Regions from separate parts of the Sus scrofa genome. Here region 1 is linked to region 2. A link is a contact called in public Hi-C data. All regions are on one chromosome and are shown on one strand. The core of a region is the stretch at or near the end of the contact, and the rest is flanking DNA. Distances in the headings are between cores, read along the strand shown.

Region 1 (5,843 bases), core at 202-2,701, 170 kb before region 2:
GTCAAGGTTAGCAAACTTTTAAGAAGTTCATTTTGCCCACCCCATCATCCCCAAACAAGAAAACCTTAAGAGCTATCCCACAGAGTGAAATCTAAGAATGAAGATAGGAACTGGAGTGACTAGGTCAAGCCTGCTTTATGTCTGTTCTTTTCAAGTTCATCAGCCAACAAATTTCCTGTATTGTTTAGGCCTGTTTGAATTGGGTTTTCCATCTCTTACAACACAGAAAACCTTATCTGATATGGCAGAGATTAATAGTATTCTCTTCAAAAGAAATAGCTTTCCTTAGAACACATGATAAAATAATATGAAACCAAGGGAGTTTAGTAAATGCAGCATTCAATACAGTCAAGAAGCTTGCTTTTTTTTTTTTTTTTTTTTTTTTTGTCTTTTTAGGGCTCCACCTGCACCTTATGGAGGTTCCTAGGCTAGAGGTCCAATTGGAGCTGTAGCCACTGGCCGAGGCCAGAGCCACAGCAACACGGGATCCAAGCCATGTCTGCGACCTACACCGCAGCTCATGGCAACACTGGATCCTTAACCCATGAAGCAAGGCCAGGGATCTAACCCACATTCTCCTGGATACTAGTTGGGTTCTTAACCCACTGAGCCACAGTGGGAACTCCCTGGGGTCACTTTTATAAGGGCACTAACCCCATTCATGAAGGCTCCACCCTCATGACCTAATCACATTCCAAAGACCCCACCTTCTAATACCATCACCTTGGGCATTAGGTTTCCAATATATTAATTTCAACATATGAATTCAGACCATAGTGAAAGAGTTCTGCAGTTCCTTACTATATGCATTTAGTCACTAAAAACAAAACAAAACAAAATTTATTTAGTACTTACTCTGTGTTTGGTAGTAGGTATTATATACATAGAAAAATGCGAGACATCTCCCAGGCTAGGGTATGGCAAACTACAGCTCACAGCCAATGTGGCTCCTCTGGTTGTTTTTGTAAATAAAGTTTTATTGAAACACAGTTACACCTAAGTGTTTACATGCTATTCATGGCTGCTTTCATACTACAACACCAGAATTGAGAAGTTGGCACAGAGATCATATGGCCTGCAAATATTTACTATCTGGCACTTGACAGAAAAAGTTCGCCAAACTCTGCTCGAGGATATTCACCACAGATAAAAGCTTTCGTTACAATATACCTCCCATTTCTGAAGAGCTATAGTGAAGTGTACTCCACCAACTTCTGTGTAACACAGTCCCAAATATCAAATTACACTCCTCCCAAAAAAAAGCATGGGGGAGAAAGAAAAGAATGTTTTTAAACATACATTCAATTGGATGCTTAATTGGAAACTCAAACTCATTTTGAGTTTCCAGAATTCACTGGTACTACAAATGAGATGCAGACCCCTGTTGAGTCATCATTAGAATTCTCCTTGAGAGAGGGGCAAACCCATCCCAGCTGGTGTCAATGAAAAACCAAGTGCAGACAATGTGACTCATTAGCAAAGAAGAGAGGTTTGGTTTGGGTTTTGTAGGGGTTTGTTGTTTCTTTCTCATTTTTTTTTCTCCTCCATCCTTTCCCCTGGCATAGTTTACTTCTCAGAACAACAATCTGATTTCAAGAAACCAAAACACAGGACTAAAAAAGAAAAGTAAACCCAGTCAATTTCTAAGTATGGTTACAAAAAGCTAAAATCTAGAAATTAGGTCCCTGGTTTCATTTTTTTCTATATTGGTTTATGGTGACCCACAGGTAAGCTTCTAGCCTAAATATCCCCATTTTCATTTTCCACTGGAGGTTCTCCTAAGCTCTTTTCAGATGCTAAAGGGATTAACCCCATCGTCACTCACATGACTGTTGAGTAGAACTAGCACAGACTATTGAACTCAGCGGATACCTGTGTGAATTTGTTTTGCCATTTATAACGTATACAATATAGAAGAGTGCATTTATCTTCTCTGAACACGATTGCCTCAACAGTATGCAGAATGCTAACTCCTAATTTTCTAGAATTGTTAAAGAATCAAATGTAGTCACACCTGAAAATATCTAACACAGTTGCAGGCACAGGGCTGTTTTCCAATAAATGTAGCTTTCTTTTCTCTTTCCTTCAATCTTCTGCGGCTAAAAAGATAAAAAGCATACCCTAATCTGAACAACAAAATCACACCTCCTACCATTTTGAGGTTTTCTTCTGTTAAAGGAAAAATAAAAGATAAAGGTGAGAGACATCACAGTGGGATGGACGAGGAGTCTGAGGTTAGTAGATGCAAACTACTATATTTAGAATTGATAAGCAATGAGATCCTACTATATAGCACAGGGAACTATATCCAGTCTCTTGGGATAGACCATGATGGAAGATAATATAAGAAAGGGAATGTGTGTGCGTGTAATATATTCATAGATATATGAATGGGTCACTTTGTGGTATAGCAAAAATTGGCGCAACATTGTAAATAAACTATACTTTAATTTTTAAAAATAAAGTTGAGAGATATCAAGAGTTTTAGTCAGGTTCTGGGATTTTCTCTTCCCAATTCCACCATTACCTCCAATCCCAAGATTAAAGAGGAGAACAGGTTTCTATTTCTAAATGAACAGAATAGTGCAGGCATGAATCCATAGTAACCACTAATGGAAACTTGGCCACCCTCTCTGAAGCTTTTGGACACATTTGGATCTAATTGGCAGTCTGCTTTAGAGCAGCCAAAAAATACAGTGTCATACACATCACAGATCAAAGCAGAGGCAAACTTGCTAGTGGCCATGGAGCTTTGATTGCCAAAATTAGGCAGGCAGGTCTGTGGGTCTTATTTAGGGATAGGTAAATGCTCACTAGCTTATTTAGAGCAAACCTCTAGAAGACCCTGATTTAGCTAGTTCAGGACCCAAAACGAAGGTACAAGCAAAAGCATTCAGAGTAGCTTGCCACTTGGGTGGTCAGGAGAGACCAGCTTATGTTCATCCTGCCACCATGTACTTTGGAAATTAATTAGTATCCTCTTTTGGGCTTCCATGTAATGAATGACTTAGGCTTTTCAATGAGAAATATGCCTCAGCCCCAAGCTCAGAAATGTCAACTATACCTGAAAACCCTCTTTTCTCTTGTAGGAGAAAACAAAATTTTTCCTTTTCCAAAAAACCAACAAAAAGAATACGTCTTTCTAATTCCACCATTATGCAGAAATCCCTAACCATCAGATTTAAATGATAAATGTTACCACTGAATACTGTTAATCTTTTTAGTGTCATGGCCTCCTAAAAATTATGGAAAACCTCTTTTCAGAGGGTTTCAAATACACATGAAACCCAATTTTACATACAATTTCTGTACAGATAGACTTCCTGAGGATCTCCCAAGGACCACCAAAGGCTTATACTTCTTAGAGAAAAGATTACCATATGACATCTATTAACCAGAAAAACAAAATCATTTTCCGAATGATGATTTACCACTATAAGTCTGTCATTATTTCTAATTTATGACAGTCACTACTAATTGTCCATTCCCACAAAGACCTCGAGCTTACCAGTCCGAAATTATTGCTTCATCTAATATCCACTGTCAGAACCCCTTGGAATATCTGATCATTTAATTCCCTCATCTAAATAGGAACAGACAACCAAGAAGCATCAATTATCTGAGAGAAGCCTAGAGCACCAAAGAAGTAAACTGTGGTGAATGTTTTTCAAGTAAAATTCTAACTAGTATCCTTAGAAAGATTAGAATAGATATTATTACACCATAACGATGGAATAGGAGATGTGTAAATAAAAAATAACTCCTGGGGATTAAAAAGGTGATTGCTACGATACACAAAATAGAATAGTCGAAAGGTAACAATGAAAGAAAATACAAAGAAGGAAAAAAAGATGGAAAATATGAGAGAAAAAGTGACCATGTAGGATCAACATAAAGGATATGCCTGGAGTTCCCATCTTGGAGCAGTGGAAACGAATCTGACTAGGAACCATGAAGTTGCAGTTTCGATCCTGGTCTCGCTCAGTGGGTTAAGGATCTGACATTGCTGATGAGCTGTGTGGTATAGGTCACAGACATGGCATGGATCCTGCATTGCTGTGTCTGTGGCATAGGTCGGCAGCTACACCTCCGATTTGACCCCTCGCCTGGGAACCTCCATATGCCATGGGTGCAGGTGCAGCCCTAAAAAAAGAAAAAAAAAAAAAGAAAAGGGCTCATAACTATAAATATTACTGTGAAAGTTAAGAACAGATAAAAACAAATCCACTACAAACCAGATTCTGGGAGATATGGAATTAATGTCTTTAGAATTCTGAGGGAAAAATATTTACAATCTAAAATTCAGTACTCAGCCAAACTCTATTAAATGCAAGGGAAGACTAAAAAAAAAAAAAAAAAAAAAAAAAAAAAAAAAAAAAAAATTCATACAAGAAAGGACTGAAAAAGTTGGCCTTCCACACATTTTACTCCAGCAGTATAAGAGGATAAACCAAGAAAAGCAGGGCGTGGGATCCAGGAAATAGTTGATGAGAACCAGGAGTAAAAAGAGATGTTTCAGTGTGACAACTATGGAGCTGGACTAAAAGCACAAGTAGAGGCAGGAAAAAAGGAGGCTCTGGGAAGAAAGTCAATGCAAGAAGAGTGAGCATCATAAAATAGATAGGATTTGAGAAGAGGAAGTACCTGAATATGTGAGAAAATTCACAAGTACAGTAAAAAATATACATAAAATATACTGGGGAAAGTTATATTACAAAGTTACTACCAATATAAAGGAAATGAAACAATTAGAACAGCACCTTGATGGATTCTGAAACAAAGAATAGAATAAGTTTCAAATAAAATATAAAGTGATAAAGAATCTTAAAAAAAATCTTAAAGTAATAATGATCTAATGATAGATACTAGTTTCTTTTATCAATTAGAGAAAGAAAAGGCATCAGAAATGCCAAGATAAACAAAAACTATGCAAAAAAGGTGTGGAAAATGTAGCATTTTTAACAACTGGTGAAGTATAAGAAAGAACAATCCACTTGAGCATTTTCCTTTAAGTGGTTCTCTTATTAAGGAAATATACCACACAACTTAACTTTATAATGAAAATAAATATTTACAAAAATGAAAATATTTACTAGGCTTCAAATATTAGAATCAATCTCTTTAAAATGTAAGCGTAAAGGACAAAAATCAAACTTAAATATTACCTGTCCTAAAAGGCATTGAAGATAATAACAGTAACAACAAATATTTAATGAAAATTTACTATGTACCAGATACAGAACTTAGAAACAGCCTCTATTCCCATTTTACACATGGGGAAAGTAAGGCATAGTGAAATTACATAACTTGCCCAAGGTCATATAGAAGTAATGAGTGGGTCAAACCTAAAGATGGTTTAGCCTTAGAGGCAAAGTTCTTAACCACTATACTATACTTCCTCTTCTGTTTTTACTAAAAACGATGTTCAAAAAGTAGAGCTTTTAAAAGTACAGCTGATAGGTTTTACAAATTAAAACTGGGAGAGAGTGAGGAAAGAAAGTAAAAGGAAGAATAAAGATGTTAATAGTCTTTTTTTATAAAGTAGAGAGTCAAGACGCACTGTCTATAGTTGACAGAGAAATAGAGGTTTTAATTCTCAAGCTTGGAAAGGTAACCAAGAAAGGAATTAAAAATAATGATGTATCAATATTGGGAGAAGATAGGAAGGGTAGGAGGGAGTTTGTATAAGTGAGCTAAATTCTCATAACTAATAGCAAGAAATTAATTCATATTGTGGTTTTACTAAAATGAACTACCCAAAAAGAATTCACAGTACATACATTTTATTTAGACATGCAGAAGCACCACTAGATGAACACAAAACCAAATTCACTAAAAGATTA
Region 2 (6,073 bases), core at 3,508-6,007:
GAACAGATGAGAAAGCAAAGTGTAATAAAAGGGAAAAGAAGGGCCAGTGATCAAAAGGAAACAGCTACAATCACTTTTCACTGAAGGCAAGAAATAATAAGAACAATAAGGAAATACTTAAAATTATTCCCCAGAGTTCCCATTGCGGCAGAGCGGAAATGAATCCGACTAGTATCCCTGAGGATACAGGTTTGATCCCTGGCCTTGCTCAGTGGGTTGGGAATCCAGAGTTGCCATGAGCTGTGGTGAAGGTCACAGATGCGGCTTGGATCTCCATTGCTGTGGCTACGGCATAGGTTGGCAGATGTAGCCCCAATTCGACCCCTAGCCTGGGAACTTCCATATGCCAAGGGTGCTGCCCTAAAAAGCTAAAAAAAAAAAAAAAAATAGATAAAATCATTCTCTACTTCATTCCTTTTTTACTGAGTTCCTACCATGGTTTATTAGCAAATTTGCCAAACAAGCATTATCTGAAAAGAGCAAGAGGGAGGGGGAGAAAGGGGAGGTGCAGAGTTCATTATTTTTCAAACTTTCTGCTAAGTGTTTACTCCTCCTGGATACATAGGGCTGAATAGACTCAGGCCAACCCAAATTCACGGTTCAAGCTTTTTCCACGTCCTCCAGTCAAGAAATAATAGCTGACAGCATTTAGAATTGAACATTGTTTCACGGCAGCCAGCACTCCCAAGTCCCACCTTTAATAGTTCTGTTTCAAACCCATACTACTGTTTTCCTTTGTACATGACAAGCCATCATCTCCTTTAAGTGCCACACCGATAATGACTTCTTTCCATTTCAAACAATGCGATACCTGCTGGCAACTCACTGATCCTTCAAAGCGAGCAACCTCACCAAATATTTAGCACTTTCCGAGCATAACAAATGAAAAACAAGCCTACTGTTTTTCATTACTTGACAATCAAGAATTACTTGATTGACATCCATGACCAGCAAACCTGATGAATTCTCAAAAAAAAAAAAAAAAAGTTTTTGGAAACACTTATTGGCTTCAGAAAATCAACCTTTTCCCAAACTGGACAAAATCCCTATGAGAGAATGACTCACTATTTTACAGATCCCTTTGTCTCTGCTGCCCACTTAGCTGTAACATCACAGGGTGGGGACTCTGTCTAGTATTTTTCCACTCACTGTGCCTGATACACTGCATGGAACATAATACATGCTCAATAAACATCAGTTAGAAGAATGGAATTTGCTCAAGTTAAAAACAAACAAACAAAAAAAACCTCTGCATTTGTGAAATATCCTTGGATAAAACCATTAAAAAAAAAAGTAACAGAAATGGATTTGATTAGGCTTTCAGGCAAACACCTACACTGATGTTCTTCTGCCATTTAACACTTTATTTGGCTAAAAGAAAGACACATAAGAGGGCCATCTATTACATTTAGAATGGATAAGTGATAAGTCCTACTGTACAGCACAGGGAACTCTATCCAATCCCTTGGGATAGAACATGATGGAAGACAGTATGAGAAAAGTGTGTGTGTGTGTGTATAAATGACAGGGTCACTATGCTGTACACTGATTGATACAACACTATACATTGATACAACACTATAAATCAACTCTAATAATAAAGAGCCATCTCAATGACCCTCATCCAGGAAACCCTAGAGCCTGATACTAGAACTGTGACTGAGCGTCACTGAGACTTCACCTAACTAGCCTGGTTTCCTAGGAAATTGCTTGAACTTTCTAAGACTCATTTTTCCTCATCTGTACAATGAGATACCTTAAAAGCTTCCTATGAGATTAGTTCAATGACAGCTAATATTTATTGAGTATTTAGTTTTGCTAGAAACTATGCTAAATTCTTTTTTGTTTTTTTGGGGTTTTTTTTGTTGTTGTTGTTTAGGGCCACGCCCACAACAAATGGAGGTTCCCAGGTTAGGGGTCCAATGAGAGCTGCAGCTGCCAGCCTACACCACAGCCACAGCAACACCGGATCCTTAACCCACTGAGCAAAGCCAGGGATTGAACCTTCGACCTCATGGTTCCTACTCAGATTTGTTTGCACTGCGCCACGACGGAACTCCAACTATGCTAAATTTTTAAAAATAAAGGTAGTATTTTCCATATTTACATGTTATATACACATGTAATTTCATTTAATTCTCACAACAACCCTATGACGGTTCTCTCCATTCTGCAGGTGAGGGAATGGAGGCATCTGGACATTTAGCTACCGGGCCCAGGTCACACTGGGTAGCGAGGACCAACACCAGGACTAAAATGCATGCAGTCTGGCTCCAAAGCTGATGCCCTCTTCCTCTGCTGTTGTTTGCTTCTCTGGCTCTAGACTGTCTCCAGGCACAGAAAAAGGGGTAACATCCCCCTCCCAGAAGAACTGAGTGTCTAGGATACAGAGGGGTAGTTTTAACATATACGACCTTGTATATCCTTGGAACTTTATGCTTTAAGAATCTGTTTCCTATTCAAAAAATATATACTCCAGGGAGTTCCCGTTGTGGCTCAGTGGTTAACGAATCCGACTAGGAACCATGAGGTTGCAGGTTCGATCCCTGGCCTTGCTCAATGGGTTAAGGATCTGGCATTGCCGTGAGTTGTGGTATAGGTTGCAGACGCAGCTTGGATCCCCCATTGCTGTGGCTCTGGCGTAGGCCGGCAGCTACAGCTCCGATTAGACCCCTAGCCTGGGAACCTCCACATGTCGCAGGAGCGGCCCCAGAAAAGGCAAAAAGACAAAAATATAAATATATATATATATATATATTCCAAAAAGTTTTTTGAAAGCTGAAAGTGCTACAAGAGTTGACAAACTGAGCAATAATCCTACCTTTTATGTAAGGAGTTGAGGATGAGTATCATTTTCACTATTTAGCACTAAAAGCATCATAAAATCGCAGAATTACACAAAGGTCCATCCCAGAGCCTGTGTACTACAGGCTGAAGTTTCTAACACAATCATTGCTGTAGTTCTGTTTCTCCACTTATATGGGTTTTAATGACTATACAGGAATGTCCACCTCAGGGCTTTTGCACTTGCTGTTTTCCCACCAGGACCTTCCTCTTCCATTTATCCAGAGGCTCCACCCTTGCCTGCCTCCTTCAGGACCACACTTAAATGCCATCTTCTCAATCACACTCTTTTAAAAACCAGAATCCCTTTATTTTTCTTCGGAGACTATATCCCCATCTGATGACATATTATGTTTTTACTTATCTGCTTTATCGTCTGTCTCCCCACCTCAGTCTCTTAAACTGTCAGCTCCCTGGAGTCGCCCTTATGGCTTAGCATAACAAACCCAGCTAGTACCCATGAGGATGTGGGTTCAGATCCCTGGCCTCACTCAGTGGGTTAAGGATCCAGTGTTGCCATGAGCTGTGGTGTAGGTCGCAGACACAGCTGAAATATATATACAGTATTTATTTTACAGGACCAGCTTTAGCAAAGAAGAGGGAGTAACTGACATAGCATATATACTATATACTAGTATATACACTATACATAATATATATGACAAAATATACATTTTTATACCAAAAAAAAAAATATATATATATAGTCTTTTGTCTTTTCAGGACCACACCCTCAGCATGTGGAAATTCCCAAGCTAGGGGTCGAATTGGAGCTACAGCTGCCGGCCTACACCACAGCCACAGCAACGCCAGATCCGAGCCGCATCTGTGACCTACACCACAGCCCACAGCAATGCCAGTTCCTTAACCCACTGAGTGAGGTCAGGGATCAAACTTACATCCTCATGAATCCTAGTCAGGTCTGTTAACCACTGAGCCACCAGAGGAACTCCTGGACATAGTGTATTTTAAGAGAGAGAGAAAATCATTGAAGTGTGCCAGTCAATATAAGTCTACCTATAAATTCATTCTTTGGGGTTCCTCTTTTGAAAATGTTTGAAAGGTATGATGGCAGGCTTGCTGATTTGAACTGAGTGGGTGAAGTGAAAAAAACTATGGAGGTTGAATTCAGACCACACATTTTCATGCCGATGTGGCCAACTTCCCCAAGTTTCCTAGTCTATAAAGAGTTGATAATTATCACAGTTGCTTAACTTTATAAACTTGTTATGAGACTTACATTGGTTTAAGTGAGGATTAAATGCCTTTAAATAGGAGTGAAGCACTTGGTAAACTGTTAAAATGTAGCATATATGGTAACTAAATGTAAACTCTAGGAAGGAATAACATAACAGGTGTTTGAGTTCCCACCAAAATAGCCAGTACAAGTTAGGAAAATTGAAAAAGAATAGAAGAGAAAATCAAATTTAGCAGAAAGTATGAACTCAAAAGGTCACTTTAAAAATGTATGCCAGCTTCCTTGAGCTTTGCATTTTTAAGCTTTATGAAGCAATTCTGCAACAAAATTTACAGAAAATAATGCAGAATGGCTGCCAGTGGGCACAGTTTAAAAATTTCCAGGGGCAGGGGGGAAGTTTTTAATGTCACATACTGTATCAGAGCAAAGCACAACAATCCTGACAAGCCATCCAGAAAACTCAATGGAAACAAGCATTTAACTTCAAAGAAGCAGCACTGACTTGCTAGTTGATAAGGAGGGGCAGAGGGGACAGTGCAAAGTCAAAACTCTCTTGCTGCCTTTTTTTCTCATTTATAAAAGTTTAAATCACTTGTTTCCTTGGACTATTAAAAGTATACAACCTTCTGGAGGCCAGTGACCTTCATTTAAAGGGTGCAGAATGGCTGACAGATGATCAACAGTCATTCCAGGCTTATAATTTGCATTACAAATCAGAGCCTGTGAGGACAGAAGAGGCCTGAGCTCTGGGTCCAACTCCCTCATTTTACAGAGAAAGAAACTGACACATAGGCAACTTAAATGGCTTTCCCAGCTCTCATATTCGTTCACTGAAAATAAACACCAGAGTGTAAGTGTTTCATGTAATTATGAAAATTACTTTTTTTAAGGAAATAAAAATTTTCCTCGCTAGCTGAAAAGAATTAAATACACTGGATTAATGGGTTAAATAAACAAGCCAGATAACCTTCTAGGATCTCGTATCAGAGGCTTTAGACTCTTTCAATAGGAGTTTTTCACATGAGGCAAAGTAACAGCCTTTTTCTCCCTCCCAAACTGAAAATCCTGAGGCTTATCATTTTAGCATACATTCACGTCATAATGGTGTGCCTCTCCTGGGGTAGTCACAGACCCTGTATACGTAAATATAAGAGATTCTCTTCCCCCAAAAAGATATTTTCTTACCCTTATTGTGACTATATGTAAAATCTCCCTCATCTTTAAGAGGCAAACTCTGACCTTTTGGAGAGAAGCTCTAGCCTTCGCCTGAATGCATTATCCCTTAAACCTTCAAATTATTCAGTGGTCAGCATCATGCATGCTGGAAGAGACGCCAGTAAATTCAAAGGGAGATGATTTAAGAATAATAAAACAACCTACACGGAGCAAATAATAAAACCAACATCCAGACTAATAATTCCCAAGCTTTGTGATACCTTTTACTATTAAAAGAGTTTTCCCAATAAGGCCAAGGAAAACCAGAGCTTTCTATCAGCTACCCAGACAGAAGCGCACACATAGGATGAAGCTTCAGAGATGCCTAAAACAGTCCCAAATATCACAATTACTTCTGCTAATTCATAGAGCTTACTATGTGCTAAGCAGTCTACCATCTGTTATCCCACCTAATTCTAACAACAACCCTGCCAGTTGAAAATATCATCCTTGTTTTTGAGATAAGAAAACTAAGTCTCAGAGAGGTCAGTTGCTCTGAGGTTAAGGAGCCAAGAATTTTTTTTTCTTTTTTTCTTTTTTCAGGCCACACCCAGGCGAGAGGTCTAATCGGAAGTGTACCTGCTGGCTTACGCCACTGCCACAGCAATGCAGGATCCAAGCCACATCTGCAACCTACACCACAGCTCATGGCAACACTGGATCCTTAACCCACTGAGCGAGGTCAGGTGATCGCATCTGCGCCCTCGTGGATGCTAGTCAGATTCATTAACCGCTGAGCCATGACGGGAACTCCAGGAGTCAAGATTTAACCCTGATCTTTCTAATGGTGAAGTCAGAATTCCTTCTCCAGAAATA

Evidence for each region. Hi-C and Micro-C count contacts between places; a contact is called where the count stands out from the background.
Region 1: a contact with region 2 is called in a Hi-C map of epiblast stem cells, with 1.7 times the contacts expected there. The contact joins two enhancer-like sites. A contact is called at or near these places in 2 of 5 promoter capture datasets (fetal liver and liver), 28 of 47 Hi-C or Micro-C datasets (adipose tissue, alveolar macrophages, blood and 16 more) and 2 of 2 datasets of contacts at active chromatin or transcription factors (alveolar macrophages and skeletal muscle).

What each region holds. Positions count from the first base shown.
Region 1 is chr7:14,149,414-14,155,256 of Sscrofa11.1, reverse strand. No RefSeq gene overlaps it. Among named protein-coding and RNA genes, the nearest start is that of RNF144B, 210 kb to the right of the region's middle. Within about 2 kb of position 1,451, at least 2 of the 83 cell types and tissues checked have an H3K27ac peak or open chromatin away from gene starts, as enhancers often do. A contact at or near this core is called in epiblast stem cells, where this site is marked.
Region 2 is chr7:13,986,210-13,992,282 of Sscrofa11.1, reverse strand. All of the region lies in intron 1 of RNF144B (E3 ubiquitin-protein ligase RNF144B), which reads right to left. Among named protein-coding and RNA genes, the nearest start is that of RNF144B, 43 kb to the right of the region's middle. Within about 2 kb of position 4,757, at least 4 of the 83 cell types and tissues checked have an H3K27ac peak or open chromatin away from gene starts, as enhancers often do. A contact at or near this core is called in epiblast stem cells, where this site is marked.